Regions from separate parts of the Mus musculus genome. Here region 1 is linked to region 2. Evidence: chromatin contacts called from public promoter capture Hi-C data. All regions are on one chromosome and are shown on one strand. The core of a region is the stretch at or near the end of the contact, and the rest is flanking DNA. Distances in the headings are between cores, read along the strand shown. Region 1 overlaps Dcps (decapping enzyme, scavenger). Region 2 overlaps Kirrel3 (kirre like nephrin family adhesion molecule 3).

What was found. Promoter capture Hi-C pulls out the DNA fragments that hold promoters and counts their contacts.
Region 1: a promoter capture Hi-C map of liver shows a contact between it and region 2. The contact joins two enhancer-like sites. A contact is called at or near these places in 4 of 39 promoter capture datasets (the C10 cell line, liver, neutrophils and 1 more), 8 of 484 Hi-C or Micro-C datasets (bone marrow-derived macrophages, cortical neurons, group 2 innate lymphoid cells and 1 more), 8 of 115 datasets of contacts at active chromatin or transcription factors (the HPC-7 cell line, cardiomyocytes, embryonic stem cells and 4 more) and 3 of 9 other capture datasets (adipose tissue, embryonic stem cells and liver).

Annotation. Positions count from the first base shown.
Region 1 is chr9:35,133,714-35,139,907 of GRCm38.p6, reverse strand. It overlaps Dcps (decapping enzyme, scavenger), which reads left to right. Exons shown (of 6, transcript NM_027030.2): 3 at 3,419-3,564. Among named protein-coding and RNA genes, the nearest start is that of Gm24262, 7.8 kb to the left of the region's middle. Within about 2 kb of position 1,542, at least 19 of the 459 cell types and tissues checked have an H3K27ac peak or open chromatin away from gene starts, as enhancers often do. A contact at or near this core is called in hepatocytes and liver, where this site is marked.
Region 2 is chr9:35,025,266-35,031,726 of GRCm38.p6, reverse strand. It overlaps Kirrel3 (kirre like nephrin family adhesion molecule 3), which reads right to left. Exons shown (of 17, transcript NM_001190911.1): 14 at 3,288-3,395; 15 at 1,844-1,953. Among named protein-coding and RNA genes, the nearest start is that of Kirrel3os, 21 kb to the right of the region's middle. Within about 2 kb of position 4,761, at least 32 of the 459 cell types and tissues checked have an H3K27ac peak or open chromatin away from gene starts, as enhancers often do. A contact at or near this core is called in hepatocytes and liver, where this site is marked.

The DNA of each region.
Region 1 (6,194 bases), core at 293-2,792, 110 kb before region 2:
TAGACAAAGGAGGGCCATAGACTCTGACCAGGCTGCCAAGCTGACCTGAAATCCAAGGGAGGCAAAGAAGCTTCAAGAATCCCTGCTGTGGGGATCTGGCTGGCAGTGGGAACTGTAACCGTGTGCCTAGAGAGAGAGCACTTGTCAACTCAGCGGGAGGTGGCCCAAATGTGGGTGCAGCAGGAAAGGGGGTGAATGAACTAACTGGGCTGTGGCCTCACACTAGCATGCAGGGCTCCAAAAACCCCTGTGGGGTTCCAGCAGCTTCTGGGGAAGGAAGGCCAAAGCCTGGGGGGTTTCTCCATGCTGAGGTGGGTGGAGGACAGGTGAGGGCTGGCTCGGTGAGATTCCTGTCTCCCTGCACCCTGGGTGGCTGGGCCAGATCCTTGACAAGCCTGGGCAGACTAGGGCTCACTCTCTGGAACCCCAGGAGCCCCAGGCTACCTGCCCTGGGCCGTGCGTCCTCTGCCAGCTGAATCAGGCTGTTTTCCAGTGTCAACCTCCTCTTTGTTCCAGGATCTCTCCCCAACTCTGAGAGAGTTCCCTTGCCAAGGCCCATATCTCTCTCTCTCTCTCTCTCTCTCTCTCTCTCTCTCTCTCTCTCTCTCTCTCTCTCTCTCTCTCTCTCTCTCTCTCGGTGTGTGAGAAAGTTCCTGAATGTCTCCCACCCGCTGGCTGGTGTAGTTCTCATACCAACACTGCCAGCATAGTGCCGTTATCACCGTCAGTTATATAGGTGAGAGAAATTGAGCAACAGAGAGGGTTGGCCGCTTGCCCTTGATCACACAGCCAGTGGATGCAGACTCCGGGGTTGTACCCAGGCTACTCGGCCCAAACTTCTATTCTCATCCTCTACCTTGCACTACAGATGTTATGTCATTTTCCTCAAGGCCCCGGAAAGGTCCAGGGTGCCCTTCAGTCTCTTTTACAAAGTCTCTTGGCTCTTGAGATTCATGTGCCTGGTGTCTGACCATGGGTTATTAGAGAGTCGTGAAGAGTGAAAAGCAAGAGTTTCTTTCCAGAAGGTTGTGAAGATCTTGTGCCTTATTTCCAGGGTCAGGTCCAGAGAATGAGACTTAACTCCCCTGGTGATCCAGACGGCATGCTTTACTCAATGCTAACAGCAGCTGAGAGGCAGCTTTTGTGTTCACCGTTTTTAACAGTCGAACAATCTGAGCCTCTAAGAGGCCATATGATCAGGGTCACCCAGCAGAAAAGGTAAACTATTTGGCTACTCTGATCCCATACTCGGGGCTCTCCACCATGCCACCCTGTCTCAGAGGCGATGGAATGGGTGTGTGCTTGGTGTGTCACCTGCATATGGCAACCGAGCTTTAGAAGAACTGGGTTGCCATCTTGAAAGACCACTTCAAGCTAAAGTGGCCTTTGTTCCAGTCTTGCCTCTGCTGTGTCCTCAGCAGCACACTGGATGAGCTCTGAATTCCCACCGCTCTCCCTCTCATTCACGCAAGTACAGGAGAACCATCTGCATCCTCAGAGCCAGTGTGAAAGTGCAGGCTGCTGGTTCGCAGCTGGGTGCTGATGTAAGTCTCAGGGAATGTTATTCCCTGGATGATCGGACCTGAGTCCCACAGAGAAAGCGTGTGGGGCTCTTTAGAAACATCCAGCTGATTTTGCAACACCAGGTCACCATCCTTCCCTCCCCCAGTAACCTTTGTTCAGGCACCAGCTGTGCCACATGTTATCGACAGTAGTGACCTAACCATAGCCAGGTGGTGCTAGACCAGAGCATTCGAATGTAGTCTGCTCAGGAAAATTATAGGATTTCTCCCCGACCCCTCCAGACACGGTTTCTCTGTGTAACAGTCTGGGCTTGCCCTGGAACTCACTCTGTACACTAGACTGGCCTCAAACTCACAAGAGATCTTGCCTGCTTAGACTAAGAGTGTGAGCCCGCACACTGGGCTCAGGATTTCTTGATTATTAAAACTGATATTCTAGCACTTGGGAGACAAAGGCAGGATCTCCACAAGTTCAAATCCAGCCTGATCTATTTAGTGATTTCTAGGCCAGCCCTAGGCTACAAAGTGAAAGTGTATCAATTAGACAGACACACAAATAAACAAACATTCTGCCCTAGTTAGGGTTGCTATTGCTTTGTTGAAACACCCATCACCAAAAACAAGTTGGAGAGGAAAAGGATAATTTGTCTTAAACTTCCACAGCAGTGTTGATCATGGGAGGAAGTCAGGATAGAAACTCAAATAGGGCAGGAACTTGAAGTCAGGAGCTGATGCAAAGGCCACGACGGGGTTCTTCTTGCTGGCTTGTGCCCTGTGGTTTGCTCAGCCTGCTTTCTTTGAGAACCCAGGACCACCAGCCAAGGGGTGGCATCACTTTGACCCTCCCCCATCAATCACTAATTACGAAAATGCTGGATCTTATGGAGGTGTTCTCTCAATTGAGGCTAGAAAACTATCTAGCACAATTGACTCATTGTCAACTTGACACACGCACCACTGTTAAGCTATAGCCTCTCCTTTCTTGATTGTCCTCAAGGTCACAGATTAATAACACTGCAATATAAAATATTTTACAAGCTTAAAAATCCCACAGTCTTTACAATTCAAACACTTTTAACATTCCGAAGGATGGTTTGGAAATCTCTACAGACATTTGATTGTTCCAGAGGAAGGGGACACTAGCATCCAAGCTGAGGCTAGGCTACTGCAGAATTAGACACGATACAGTACACTGCGCCATAGAGCCATCCAAGCCAGAGTCATTGATGGTGCTACCCGAGAAACCTGGATTCAACATCTAACGAGTTGTGTGCTTATTTGTGTTACCACAGTGTGTGCAGAGGTCAGAGACCAGCTTGCAAGAGTTGGTTTTCTCCATCTACCATGTGGGTTTAAATTCAAGTTATCATGTGCCTTTACCCCATCAGCACTTCTGAAGTGCTCTATAAGCAGCAGACATTGCTCTAAGAGCTTCTCAGGTAACTGACTCACTTCATATATAACATAAGAACTGTTGCTGTCTTCACTTGGTAGATGGTAACACAGAAGTTAAGTAACTAGACCAAATTCCCAACTGGGAGCCACAGTCCTACTCGGAGCGAGTGAGAAGCAGGCACGGGTAGGCCTTAAGCCCAGACAGCCTGGCTCCAGAGTCCACACTGAGCCACTAAGCTACTTAAGGGAGCCACTAAGACTCAAGCTATACTGCCTGCTTTGCATCCAGAAAGCCACATGCCTAGCCATTCGCATACAAGAAGTGAGAAACTTTTGGTCACTCACTGTGCCTGAAACATGTGTTTAATATCATGAGGGGCCAGAGAACCAAGAGTAAAAGCTTTTTTTTTTTTTTTTTTTTTTTTTTTGGCCATGAATGTTGCTTACCTCGTGAATTTAATGGTCTTACTTTCTAATCAGACTGTGCTGTGTTGTTGTAGATATAAAAACAACTGTGGTGTACCCTGCCACAGAGAAACACCTGCAAAAATACATGCGTCAGGACCTCCGCCTGATCCGAGAGACTGGAGATGACTACAGGACCATCACCTTACCCTACCTGGAATCCCAGAGCCTTAGCATCCAGGTGACTGACTGCCAAGTCTCATACACTGTCCTGAAGCTAGTTTGTCTTTTCGCAAGCCCCTGTTGGGGTCGTCCCAGAAATAGTACACAAATACCCAAGGGCCTGGACAGTCTGTGTGACTGTGAGGCTGCAAAGAGGAGTGTAGACGGACTCTGTGGGGTAGAGCTGCCTGGTGTGGGCTGGTTGCCCTTTTATTCAGGACAGTCAGTGCAGGCTTTGTGATCTTTTGCCCTTTATGAGGTACTGGGGCTTGCTACTGATGTTCTCTGAGAAGTCCATCTCACCGGGGAAATGTTATCTGCTCTGTAGTAGCCCTGGACAGCCTCTGACTGTGTCCTCACTAAAGATCTGTGAGTGGGTAAAAGCCTTCTGTTGGGCTAGATGACCTTGATCCAGCCTCTTATCCCCCTAGTCTTTCCTGTAGCAATCCAGCCTGCAGGAGCCAAGTCTTGGAGCGAACACTTCCTGTCACTCAGTCCCCCTTGTGTTCGTTCCACAGCAGGCTGTATTCTGTCGTCCCCAGTGTGTGTTTAGTATAGACCTGTGTATACAAAGGTGACAGAGTGATGTGGCTGAGCCAGATACAGGATGCTTAGCTCAGATATCCTGGCAGTTCTTTGGGTTTAGGCCCAGTGCCAACCAGAGCCTCTGCCTGGAATTAGCCCCATGTGGCTACTCACAGTTAAATATGATTGATGCATATTGATGAGTCACTTCCTTGCCCACTCACTGGCTTCAGTGGCTCCCCACTGTCGCTCACGGGCGTTCTCTTTGGGCCCTTTTTATCCTCCTTCCAGACTCAGGGGTACATGGTAGAGAGTATTCTTAGGTGGGAATACACAGCCATTCCTCTTGAGTTCAGAAGTGGGAGGCTGCTGTTCTCTCAGTTGTAAGGGAGAGAAGTGAGGAGGCGGGAGACGTTGTTCCACTCGGGAGGCCATGTGCTGAGACCGGGCAGTCCAGCCGGTGCCCCCCACCTCGCCCCCCAGCAGCGTTTGCTCACAGATTCCTTCGGATCAAGGTCTTTTATTTTCTCCTCTCTTTTGTAAAAATCAAGGCAAGGTGTCCTAGTTTCCTTTCCGCTGCTATGATTAAAATATCCTGATATAAAGCGACCTGGGGTGGGGCTATTTTAGCTCACAATTCCAGCTTCACAGTTCCCCACAGCTCATCATTTTGGGGAAGTCACAGTGTCGGGAGCCGAGACAACCGGGCACATCACGCCCACAGGTAAGAGCGGAGAGGATGAGTACCTGCATGCTGACTGCTCGGCCAGCTTTCTCAGCGTTTGCTCAGTCCAGGGCCCCAACCCAGGGAGCGGGCCCCACCCATATTCATCAGTGAAATCACTTAAGACAGTTCCCTACAGCAGTGGTTCTCAACCTTCCTAATGCTGTGATCCTTTAATGCTCCCTCATGCTGTGGTGACCCCCACCCCAACCCCCAGCCATAGCATTACTTGGCTGATACTTCATAACAGTAATTTTGCTATTGTGAATTGTAAATAGCTGATATGCGACCCCCCTGAAAGGGTCATTCAACCTCCAAGGCGGTTGAGAAACAGCTGCCATACAGGCATGCCCACAACCTGCTCTAGACGAGTCCTCATTGACACTCTCTCTGCCTAGGTGATTTTTTTTGTTGTATCAAGTTGACACTTAAAACTGTAACAACCACACAAAGTCTCGTGTAGCTCAGGTTGGCCTCACACAGCTCAGGTTGGCCTCATACTCACTATGCAGCAGAAGATGACCTTGAACTTCAGATCTTTCTACTCCTCCTGCCCCTTTTCCCAGATGCTAAGGTCACAGGTGTATATTTCCACACTCAGTGTATGTGGTATTAGGGATTAAACATGGGGCCTTATTCATACTAGGCAAGCATTCTACCAGAATCTGTACATCCCCACCCTCTTTCTTTAAAAGAAAAAACAACAACAACAACAACAAAACGGGTATTTGTTCTGTCTTCTGAGTGGAAAGGAAGTGTCTCTACATTCGTAAATAACTTCTGTGGAGGATCCTAGAGGGACCTTCTAGAACTTGCGTTCTGTGGGGCTGTTTGTACATATCTGGGATTCGAGAGGAGAGGCCCTCGTCTAGTTGACATGAGTCGTGTAACTACCTTACTGTGCACCATTACCCAGTTCTTCTTGTAAACAAACGTAGTTCAGCAGAACTCCTTTCTTTCAGATCTGATTGACACAAGCTTCCCGAGTAACTGGCAGCCGTCTCTGTATGATTGAGTATCTGCCGTGCAGGGCTTTAAGGAGGCTCCAGCTGACAAGCTCTTGCTAGTGGCCACAGACTGTCAGGGGAGAGGGACATGCAGGTAGACAGTTGTGATAATGACACATGCCCACTGGTGGGCTATGTGAGCATAGTGGTGATGCAGTGAGAGGGACCAGTACAGACTTGGGGTCACAGAGGGGTGCTGAGTTCCAGGGACTATAGAGAAGTTGTATTGATGTGACGAGGCACTGGTAACTCAGGGCTCAGTGAGGACAGCCCTGAGTGGCCGGGAGGAAATCTGTGGATTGTATTCAGAAGACTGAAAGTTCACAGGCAGTGGGAAACATTCTTTTTTTTTTTTTTTTTTTTTTAAAGATTTATTATTTTATGTAAGTACAC
Region 2 (6,461 bases), core at 3,512-6,011:
GGCAGGCTGAGAACTTCTTGGAGAGGATGACGTTTGAACCAGTTCTTATTGCAGGGTATGAAATTTATCAGAGACGTCAACAGGGAGAAAGACCGTGGGTCTTTGATGTATAAAGGACTCCTAGACCAGGGATCACCCGTACTTAGTGTGTCTGGAAAGCCACACTATGTCTGGCTGGAAGGTGGAACTAGAAAGATTGGCAGGTGCCTTGAGGCAAAGGGCCCGATGACATGTTGGGTAGCTGAACTTCACCCAGCAGACATGGAAGCAACTGTGGGACTTCAGCAGATTGTCACAGGATCAGATTTACATTTAAGAGTCTCATTCACTAGTTCAGGCTGGCCTCAGGGTCATACAGATAATACTGTTTCTGCCTCCTGAGCGATGGAGTTATAGGCATGGGCCGCCAGATTTTTGTTTCAGAATGATACTTTTTTCAGGGCCGTGGAAGATGGATTGTGACAAGTGCCCAAAGCCAAGTCCTAATTGGGGGGGGGGGCGGGGAAGTGTTGCTGCAGTGGTTTAGGGGGCAAAGCCCAAAATAAGGCAGTGACTATGGAGGAGCGGTATGGAACACCTAGTTGAGACATATTTTGGAAGCAGAATTGACAGACTCTGAAAATCAATTGACTAGAGAAAGTATAACAGAGAGAAAAGTCAGTTCCACTCATGAAACCTTGAGCCTCTGCCAGGGATGAAGAAGGCAGCAGTTGCTCCCCATCTAGTGGGTGAATTTAGAGCAGCACAATAGTAAGCAACCCCCGGGCTCTTGCAGGCAGGTCTCTGCATTCCTAGATTCTGCACAGCCGATTCAGCCAACCATGGATCAAAAATATTTAGGGAAAATTGCCTGTATCAAACGTGCATATTTTACTCGCCATTAATCCTTAAGCAATATGGTACAGTAATTGTTTACACAGCACTTACATTACACTTCATAAGTAGAGATGATTTATGAATATGAGAGGAAGCAGGTAGCATCTGTATAAATGTTATATAGCATTTTATACTTGTACACATTCAGATTTGGGTATCTGGGAATTATAGGACAGAACTCTGCACATATGTCGAGGGAAAACTCTACTGTACCCCGTATGTACTCAGGTTGTTACCCTATAATCCTGATGATGGCTCTGTATATTACTGTGTTCATGTCCATTTCATAGATGGGGTCACTGGGGCTCAGAAAAGCCCTTGTCCTTTATTCCTTGCCCTCTTGTCACTGTTCCCAGATAATGCCACCACGATATAGTGTTCTGTGAGCTTCCGGCATAGTTGACTAGACTTCTGCCTGGACAGTTGGGAGGATTCGGGTTCTTGCAGAGAGGATCAGGAAGAGGAGTTGGCAGTTTGGTGTTGCTGGAGAAGTTTTGCATTTTCTTTTGGTGGATATCCAGTTCCCAAGAAGAAACCAGGGTTTCTGGCAGATGTGTGTGTGTGTGTGTGTGAAGAGGGAAGAGGAGAAAAAATGCATCGAATATCTATACCATGCCTCTCCCCATGTGAGTCTGCCTGGACAGTTGGGAGGATTCCAGTTCTTGCAGAGAGGATCAGGAAGAGGATCACATTGAATTCACATGTACGCAGCCACACATGTGAATTCAAGCACAGGTTCTTTCCTTACTCAGTGGTCAGGATCCAGGTCAAGAACTGCATCAAAGTTGTATTTGAATCTCCCCCATCACGTCACAGAGGCACAAATAAATGCTCATTGGCTGAGTGCATGCCCGGCTTACTTTGGGGGCAGGAGGGGTTTGCCTGGATGTGCTACCTGTCAGCAGTATGGAGAGCATCGGGAAGTCTGTGTGCTCAGGATGGAGTGGGGCATAGGCTGTGCTCTTACCATCAGCTGCTTTATGGTGGTGTGGTCCTCAGCCTCCCGGCCAGAAGATGGCTCCTTGTGCACAATTTCCACTCGAATATCATTTTTGGCTGATACAACACCTTTGAGATCTGGACATAAGATAGGAAAGTGTAGACAAAGAATTCAGTCCTCATTCTTAGGCAAGGCATGTCAACTGCCCCACAACCCCCTGCTGCCACCCTTATACCCCCTGATACCCGTTCCATCTCAGGATTTAACCTCCCCTCAGACTCTGAAACGTCAGTTTTGCAGGCCCCCACCCACAGAACTTCTGTAGAGATCGACTGTTGGCTGGAAGGGCCTCAAAGACTGGTTGTGTAGGCCACCTAGCTTCTGCAGCATGTCCTGTGGTTAGAGAGGTTGTCCTCATCCATCCCTCTATCTCATCTGGCTAGGATCTGTCACCCTGAGTCCCTTCTCACTTTGAGAAGTCTTCTCTGTCTGTTGCTGCCTGGATTTGAGCTCTCCAGTTATAGGGCCACAAATCTTAATGTTAAAAAGACCGTAAGGTCTTTCAGCCAATCCAGAGTACACAGAGGTCTAGCTACCCTGAACTACAGGAGCAGCCTGTTAGACAAATCTTGTTGAAATATTCTCCCTTGTCATATCCATGGAAAGGCAGCAAGGGAGGTTTCAAGGCTCTTGTGTTGGATTACCACAAGGTGGTAAGGTTGCTCAGCTGGGAATGGAGGATATGTGAGGGGGATAAGTAGCTTCCTCTAACAAGTGAAGGATGCAAGGTGATCATAGCTTGGCCTGGTGACTCAGTGTATTCTGATCCTAGAAGCTCAGAGGTGGTTGGGGTGATAAAAGCTATACCACCCAAGCCTCTAATATCACCAGTAAGGAAATGAAGGCTATAAATAGATGTGACTTGCCCAGGGCACTTCCTCTGCCATCCTACCTCTCCCTTACTCCAGAGTTGAGCCCAGTACAGAGGCCCCATGTCCATATGCTCTTTAAGAGTGTCCTGGCCCCTTAGAACTGTATTGCTAAAGATAAAAAACCTTGAAAAGCCCGTCCAGGGCAGTTCTTCACATGCTTTTGTGCCCTGTGTGGGCGGCTTGCTTTTCAGGCTAAGCTAGCAGTCTTTGCAGAGCAAGGAGGGTCAAGCCACCCTGTTCCCTCTGAGGTTTTCTATGCACTCCAAATAACAGTGCTGTGTGTCCAACCCAAAGTGCTAGTGGACTGTCCTGCTACTTGGAGGCCAGTTGAGTTCGGGTCAGCCTCAGTAGGGTTCCCACTTGCTGCCAGACACCCTCCAGGTGCATAACAGCACACCATACCCATCCCTGCCCCAGGAGCTCACAACATTGTTGTGGCCCCTGTTCTTTGTACTCCTGCTTACTTGCTCTCCTGGGCAGTCTAAGCCTGGCCTTTTTCTCTGTCCCCCTCCCTGAGATCCCGGGTCTCCCTCCCGTACTTCTCTGGGAACGGGCACAGCAGAAGGCCACAATGGTTGCCATTAGGACGAGGAAGGCCACGCCAGCTCCTACGGCCACCCCGATGATGACGGCCATTGGTACAGACTCTGCGGGAAAGAAACAGACAAGGCTGATGAGGGAAGGAGAAAACTACTGTCCTGCTAGGGCCCCACCCAGTCCCCCAGGTGCAGCCCCTGCCAAGCTGGGGCCAGACCACTGCCATGTGGGACTTTCCTGGGCATGCCTCGGTGGGCCTGGGCAGGCACAGTCAGTTCAATAGGGGGTTAGCTCTGGATAGGATTGTTGAGCCTGGGTACGGGATATAAGGTAGGTGGAGAGTAGGGAGGAGCCAGGGGAAAGGGGTAGATGCTAGAACAGGGTAGAGAGCCAGGGAGAGGAAAACTGGAGATGCAGGTCGAGGCTGGCCTAATTTAGCTCTCTTCAGCATTCAGGGAGGGATTTATAATGCATGTAGTGGTTAGTGAGTCATAAGTCCATGGCTTTCCTTTGACAACAACAACAACGACAACAACAACAAAGGCAATGGCTCCTGTCTCCTTACTTCCCTTTCTGTGGAACAAGGTGGGTACATAGAGACAACTCAGGGCTTTCAGCTCTGAGGCAACTTCCTCCTCTGGCCTGCTGGGAATCAGGACCTGCTGTGCTCCACACATATCCAAGCCTTGGGAGCAGGGGAGTTGCATCACAGCTTCCACGCTACCACAATGCTCAGGAGAAAGGGTCCTTTCTTTTTTCTTGACCTCCATACCCTTCTCCTCCAAGACCAGCCCTTCAACATCCACCATCTGCTTCCATCCCGAAAGGTACAGAACTGTCACCCTGGCGCAACCCCCAGTCTGCCTCTGGTCCTTGCCAAATGGGCAGGACTAGCAGGTCGTGCTGGGGGCAGGGAGTGGGGGTGGGGGACAGGGAGACTGCTTTTCTGTAAAGCAGATGGATGCACATAGGCCCCAAGAACATGACTTTAGGCCCTGAGTAGTCTATCTGTAGCTCCGAACAGCTCTTAGAAATTCTGAGGAAGGGTGAAACTGGATTATAATGAACCCAAGCCGCTCATTTGGGAAGGACACTGAAGCCCAAAGGTATCAGTGACTCCAGGTTCATGGACATGTGTGTGCCTTCTCTGTGTGAACGAGGTCAATCCAGGTCTCCTCATCCTCCTCCCAACTCCACCCCACTAATATCTGTGTCACATGGTGTTCTCCGGACTGCTGCCCGGTTGTGTCCCTTGCTCTATCACACCCTCTGAACATCTTACCCTATGTTTCCTTGTCTCTTGTCTGTAAAATGGAGTAGTAATAGTGTGCCTTTAGAGGTCTTTAAGGACTTTAGGTAGAAGAGTGAGAGGAAATGTCTTGGAGCAGAGCCAAGGGCCCAGCCTCCTTTAAATGTTTGTTCCAGTTTCTTTGTGGGAGGACAGTAGCAGACAGTAGCCTTAACTGAGAGGAAATTCCTCTGAACGTCTGAGCTCCTTCCCCACCCACGTTCATCAGTGCAGCTTGGATGACCCACAGAAGGCGAGGCATTCTGGAGCTCTGCTTAGAATATCACTGTTCTTTTTTTTTTTTTTTTCCTTTTGATGTTTTGGGAATGAAACTCAGGGTTTCACGAATACTGAGTGCTCTGCTCCCTGACCCCTGTTTACTAAATAGAAGGAAACACTGACATTCTGGCCCCCAAGCTGTTGCTGTGAGGTAGGGGGCACCTATTCGACAGGCCTGGTGTCACAGTACCCCAGAATTCGCACACGAACTCTCTCTTGTTACCTACCTATTTGTTAGTGGCCACGACCTACAGAGGTGACAGGAGGTGACCAAGAGGAAGTAAGGATGGCAAAATCCCAAGGACAGAAAGGGTTGGACTCAGAAATCAGGACTAGGAAAGAGGAGATCTCAGCCAAGCTGACTTTGGCAAACAGGTGTTCCTAGTTAAACCTCATTAGTCCTGTGGTTTGGATTTCTTTATTTTGTGTTTGCTCTAGCACTTGTGGGATTCCTAGTGAGTTTCCTAAGGAAAACTCAGGGGTATCCCTTCTCCTCTCAGAGCCAAGGCATACTATTCTCTCTTAACATCCCCAAGCCTCAACGTTCTACCCATAACCCGGGGAGCTGAGGCAGCAGAAGTATGGCTACTGCTGGCTTGGCTCCTCCAAATCCACATTTTCTTGCACTGTTAATAGCAGGGGGTGCGTGTATCTTGGGTAGGCAGGGGCAGAGGAGAAGGGCTCCTTGAAGGCCGGTGGCATCCCTTACTTTTCCTGGCCTCTTGGTTTCTGACTTAGGACACTTTTGTCAGGCCATTTCTTTCTGAACATTCCTTTGAGAGGGACTGGGGAGGGATAGCCGTCCTTAGCTTCCTCTTCATCCAAAGAAGGGAACTGGGCATGCGGGAGTCTTAGCCACCAGAGGAGGAAGGAATATGAAATAAGTGCCTCACAGGACCTGGACCTCTAGAGATCTGAAGATGTAGGTGGTAGATAATTGCGTGCTGCCTCTGGATAGACCACAAGGGCTCTGGTGGATGGTTGTAATCTAGATTGATGCTCTGAGCAGGGCGTGTGTGTCCAAGGAGCGGGGAATGTAGACTCTACATATAGCTCATTAAAAGAGTGACGGAGGCCAGGAAACCAGTGTGGGCAGAGAACTGAGAGGACCCTCAGGCGTTGGCCAGCCCTGTGAAGTAGGATTCACCAAGTCCTGCTGTTCTCCTCTGGTGTCCTGCCTGGGCATTCAGAGGGAACACTTGTCTAGATGGAACAAATCCACCCATGGAGCCTGATGAGCACTTTGCTATGGGAGCCCTGGAGGGCCAGTGCCCAGCAGTGTTGGCTTGATGATGAGATGGTGCTTCCATGGCAGGGACACAGGGAACAGGGGAGGCGGTGAGCCAGCAAGCATGGATGGAACAGGCCACAGGCCCCTGGGGAGCGATGTTGAGCTGGTGATGTGCTGAGGAGCAGAGTCAGGAAGGGCCTGGAAATAGAGGGAAGCTGGGGCGGGGATGGGAGCCGGGGCTTCTGAGGACAAAGGGTAGGAGGGGAGCAAGAGCTGCGTCCTGGAGAGGAAGGAGCCCCGGGCTGTGGTATCAGGCAAGTGTTTGGGGTCTCTGGACGCCAGCTGCTGGGAGCCCCCTCCCACTGCTCTGACTGCACT